Linked DNA regions of Rattus norvegicus: region 2 is linked to region 1. A link is a contact called in public Hi-C data. All regions are on one chromosome and are shown on one strand. Each heading gives the region's core, a stretch centred on a gene start, on an enhancer-like site or on the middle of the called end of the contact. The rest is flanking DNA. Distances are from core to core; before and after follow the strand shown. Region 1 overlaps Abca12 (ATP binding cassette subfamily A member 12). Region 2 overlaps Abca12 (ATP binding cassette subfamily A member 12).

Evidence for each region. A called contact is a pair of places that touch in the nucleus more often than the background predicts.
Region 2: a Hi-C map of the Rat2 cell line shows a contact between it and region 1, with 2.5 times the contacts expected there. The contact joins two enhancer-like sites. A contact is called at or near these places in 3 of 12 Hi-C or Micro-C datasets (the A7r5 cell line, the Rat2 cell line and Schwann cells).

The regions. Positions count from the first base shown.
Region 1 is chr9:80,309,067-80,311,766 of GRCr8, forward strand. It overlaps Abca12 (ATP binding cassette subfamily A member 12), which reads right to left. Exons shown (of 53, transcript NM_001427691.1): 30 at 2,391-2,587; 31 at 1,457-1,617. Among named protein-coding and RNA genes, the nearest start is that of Abca12, 130 kb to the right of the region's middle. Within about 2 kb of position 1,280, at least 1 of the 93 cell types and tissues checked has an H3K27ac peak or open chromatin away from gene starts, as enhancers often do.
Region 2 is chr9:80,426,111-80,428,810 of GRCr8, forward strand. The region is part of intron 2 of Abca12 (ATP binding cassette subfamily A member 12); the gene reads right to left. Among named protein-coding and RNA genes, the nearest start is that of Abca12, 18 kb to the right of the region's middle. Within about 2 kb of position 1,366, at least 3 of the 93 cell types and tissues checked have an H3K27ac peak or open chromatin away from gene starts, as enhancers often do.

The DNA of each region.
Region 1 (2,700 bases), core at 30-2,529:
TGGGTACATCATTCACCACAATATCCTCTAATATATGAATTTCTAAATATAATGATAAATTATGGTTATTTTATTTTGGAAGCTCAAGGATAATTTTGTTAGGGTTTAAAAGAAAATATAGTATAGATTAGGAGAAAAAGCCATGCCTTTTCAGTTAACCAACGGGGTAGAAGTAGACAGCTTATTAAGGAAGAAAGCTTTATTAAGATGACTCCTAATGACTTATTGCCATGCCCATAGAGCAGGACATGCCACAAGTCTCATCTGAGAAGCATCTTGCAGCAGATGATAATTAACACAGATACCGTCACTTGATCAATGTGCAGAGATTAAGAAACTACAGCGTGTTCAGCCGTAAGTAGAATATTCATAGCATACCCTTCGTGAAACAGCTCATGGAATTTCAAGGAAGAGGGAGCAGAAAGATCATAAGAGCCAGCACTAACGGATGACTTCAAGGGCAGTTGCACATATGGACTCACAGTGGTAGGGACAGTATCCATAAGACTTACTCTAGATCCAGCCAGGCACAATGGCAACATGGGGTTGGGGGGATGGGCACAGCATCCCATCACTGTCTGGGAAGAGCAAATTCTACTTGCTGTTGGGAGAGGGAGAGTCGGTTTTGTTTAACAAGGTGACCACTATCAGGTTGACCTCAGTCATGGCAGGTCCCTGCTCTTGAAGGTAGTTGAGCAACACAAACTGGACTTGACTAGGGTTGTGTGGAGAAGGGGAAACTAAACTAAAGTTGTATGGGTAGGAAGGGGAGAGATGGACAGAGGGAGTATGGGAGTAGTCTGGGAGTGAATGTGATCAAGCTACGAGGTATCAAATTTCCCAAAAATTAATACAAATATTATTCATGGAAATAGGAAAAGGCACTTGTAAGAGTGGAAGCAGGTGAGAGATCTAACATAAGAGCCCCGCCCTAAGCCTGAAATACTGTGTATATTTTGGGAATCGTGCCAAGATAACTTAGATATAGAGTCATTCAGAAGAGTCACATCTGAGTCACAGTTTCAACTACACAGTTTAACACTTGCCATCACAAAGCAAAGACATGACCTCTTACGTGCTCTTCCTTTGCTTTCTCTAAGCCAGAGAATCTAAATTTCTCTACAGAGGCTGAAGTGGTACAGAAACAAACAAACAAACAAACAAAATGCTGGCAGTCCATCAGTAAACTATAGAAGGACAGCATTTTGTACAGTGCCCACCACAAGGGAAATTACTGGAAGCTTAGGAAAATTTGGAGGTCAAATGCAGAACTACTATATCAGACGCCCTTAGGAAGGGAGCAGAAATCTGGGGTTTTAACCAACCCATTTGCTGAGATTTGAGAACTACATACTGATGAATCTTGGCAATGAGTTAAGTTGGAGAGAATCTGTCTTCACCTTATAGAAGCGCTTAACTCATGACCCCACGATGCAGTGCCCTTTCTCATACAAACCTTCTTCTTGGTGAGTGTGAGGTGGTAGCCATCTCCAAAAGCTTCCTTGAGGTAAAATGGTGAACCACAACAACGGAGCCCACCCTGTTCCAGGAAGGCAATGCGGTCACTCAGCACTTCAGCCTCATCCAAATGGTGTGTCGACAGAATGATTGTTCTTGCTTAAAGAGACAGTCGAGAACAATGTCAAATGAAAAATGAGGATACAAGGCCCCCACAGAACAGAATTAGCAAGAGTAAATCCTGGGATTTCTGAGGACAGAGTGGCATTAATTGAGGTGAGTGAACCTCTGTAACAATCAAAGGAAAACTCAGAAGGCTGCCATTAAATATATAGGAGGGGGTCTTATATGTAATTTAGCAGCAAGTGCTTATTAAGATTCATAGCTAATGCGCTTCATTTTCTGTGGGCATCAGCTACCTTTTCTCATTTGTCAGAGTTTTACCTCTGTTGTTTCAGTGTGCTCTCTCTCCCTCTCCCCCCTTTTCCCCTGTTCTCGCTCTTGCTCTCCCTCCTTCCTTTATGATAAAAATGGTAATTTAAAAGACTTTTTGAATATTCCTCTCTGCACTCCAGAGAGAATAATCCACTCCAGTCTGATTACTTCTCTGAATCACATCCTGTTAGCACTTATTCCGTGTGTTTTCAGTTTATTTTCATTTGTGTACATTTGGTATCTCTAATTAGATTCCATGCTTCTGTAGGCAGACTCCTCTAGTCTCCCAATAAGCCTCGATAAGTTTAACTCACAGTAGTCCTGGCTATGTATTAACAAATTGACCCAGAAATCTCACCAAGAAATCTTAAGACAAAAAGATCTCACCTCAGATATTTAGAGGGTGTTATACACAGAAAAGCTTCAACTTGATTTTGGGAAGCCCTACAGGTAGAGTTATGACTGTCCTATGGAGAAGTTATGAAAATTATACATACCAGTTTTGTTCTTGGATATGACATCCCATATACTTCGGCGAGAGCATGGATCAACCCCAGTGGATGGTTCATCCAGAATCACGACCCTTGATCCACCGATGAGGGCAATGGATATGGATAATTTCCTCTTCATCCCTCCTGACAACGTCCCAACTCTCTTATGGCGATGGCTGTACAGTCCAGTGTCTTTTAAAGTCCTTCAAGAATAAATAATGAGCAGTCCTATTATGTTCATAATCAATGAATACATCTCCAATGAGGTGCAGTACAGTACTGAAAATGGGAAGTCATTTATTGTCGTTTATCATCT
Region 2 (2,700 bases), core at 116-2,615, 120 kb after region 1:
TAATGTCTTCTTTTGGCTATTTTATTTATTTACATTTCAAGTGTGGTCCCCCACTCCCCAGTCTCCCGTGCCTCTAAGAGGGTGCTCCCCCACCCAACCGCTCCATTGCTCCCAAGACTTGCTGATAGGTAGAAAAACCAATTGAAGTCATTTGTCAATCTATGGACATACTGATAGATGGTGGGCAGAAGAAATCAAAGACTAAAGCAAACCTCAGGTTCTTGATGGTTGGCACCTACCAGCTGGATAAATGTGTGATGTGTAGGTGGAAACTAGGTAAAATCCAGGCTTGTACGTGTGGGCATCGGTGAGTTCTTAACATTTGCATGCTTCTGAATTTTTAACTTTCAAAATAGCTCAAAGAGGTGATGAGTTAACTGAGATCGAATGAGCACAGGACTCAGTGTAGTGTCTACTGCATAGCAGTATCTAGTAAACGTTTTCTGTTCTTTTCACCTGTCTGTAAATACGAAAGGTATGCTTTGGTGGTCAAAACACATGCCAGAAAGGCTAGCGGAGCCTGCATTCACCCAAACTGTGAAGTCACATCTGGATGTACAGAATTTAGTATAACTTTATGATAGCGTAGACTAGTATAGTTCAATTAATCCCTGCTAGCACCAGCTCCTATCAATTCTAACCTGTGGAATATGAATTTGCTCTAAGGAAGAAGGTATACGAGGAAATGTTAGCTTTAATATATTTGGGATTTAATTCCATATGTGATAATATTTGTATAATATATTTTTCACCATGCTTTTAGCAATATTTCCAATTACTTGAAAATACTTATTAAAACCACACACAAGAATGCATGATGGCTAGTTAGTCAGAACTGCATTCTTTGGTATCTCTGGTCTCAGTAAGACCGGATTCTATTGGTCTTAACAAACAGCCCCATAGCAGTCAGCTGCCCTGGACATTTTGGGTATATTTATAAGAAAATAAGAAAACTACATGATACACTATAGCTCAGCTTAGTCTGAGTGTGTGCTGGAGAAGTTCATTTACCCTTAATTGTGGCATTCGCACTTTGAAGTTTATCTCTTGACAAGTTTCCTCATGTGGAGATTGCAAGAGTTTGGATCAACTTCAAAGTTAGTGCTATGACCCCTTTCTGTTGGAATGAAGCATCAGGGCCTGCCTGCCAGGCTTGGGAGGTTTCCTTTCCCAGAGATTTGTAATATGCAGGAGATGTTTGTTGCAACACGAAAGAGTCAGAGAAGGAGGCAGACGATGGCAAGAAGAAGTCCAGATTTCTTCAGGTGCCCAGCCATCAAAAATACTAGAGTCTTTTGAGAGTCACTTATTATCTTTTCCTGAGTGGTTTACAGAGTCCTACAGGCAGGTCTGCCAAGCTATTCTGAGAGCAGAATGTGGCTGTGGAATTGCAAATGTCATACTCATCATGACCAAGTTTCAGCAAAGGGTGTAGTCTAATGCCTCATTTTTATTATGCAATTGCCCAACCAGTAGTGTAGCCCAGAAAGGGTTTTACCTTTTTAAAACAGGATCTGTGATCCTGTGATTTCTGTGATACTACAACCACAGTGATACACTATGAGTCAGCACATGCCACACTGAATATTAATATTAAGGGAGACTCTGAGATGCCCATTTCAATGACTTTATATTTCTTAATTTTGTGACAGAAGTGTTTATATTTTTAATCCTTGATCTTTAGTCCTCTTTTACTGACATACATGATGTGACATGAAAATCAAGCACTAACTACTAAAATGTAAGAATTATAATTAGCTGGGAGGTGGTAGCACATGCCTTTAGCCCCCCAGCACTTAGGAAGCAGGGGCAGATGGATCTCTGTGAGTTTGAGGCCAGCCTGCTCTACAGAGTGAATTCCAGGACTGCCAGAGCTACTCAGGGAAACCCTATCTTGAAAAGAGCGAGAGAGCGAGCGAGCGAGAGAGAGAGAGAGAGAGAGAGAGAGAGAGAGAGAGAGAGAGACTTTCAGTAGCTTAATGTCCGTCTAGAGCCAACCCACCTAGGTCAGGCATCATCACTCACTACTGTGAAATCTTACTTGTTTTAGGCTTCTGTATGATTAGCTTTCTCAATTATGAAATGAATAATCCAGTCATCATGCCCCTGAGGGCCTGTCTCCAAAGTATGAGATCAATAACAATTTATTATTATTATTTGCTATTAGTCAGCTTTGATTGCTTAACATTATAAACAAATGTAAGACCCAAACTGAGGACAACTAAAACAATAACATAAAAATACCTAAACTCAAACTTTCATTGACGAGTTATGTTTTATACTGTCAATCAGTGAGGATGGGGGTTGAATGGGCTGTTCCTTTTATACTAGTCTCAGATGCTCCCCAGAACATTACCTTCAATAGTATAATTGTGTTTTATAGCCTATTAATTTTGAGTTGAAATCCTGAACATATTTTTCTTTGAGTGTTATTTAGGAAGATCTAGAAAAGGTTATTTAAGAGATTTAATATAGGCTCCAAGTCTCCAAAACAAAGAACAATCACCAATAACCAATTTCCAATACCTTTCTCTTGTGCCCACATGACTGAATTTTGGCAAACAGAAATCCCCCTGGACTCTGGGGGTCTCATGTATAACATGAACAGGTTCCTTCCTGGTCCTGATAGCAAACCAATCAGCTACTTTTTTTTTTGACAAGGTGTATGCTGTCTAAGAGGCAGGAAACTGTGTCTCTGTT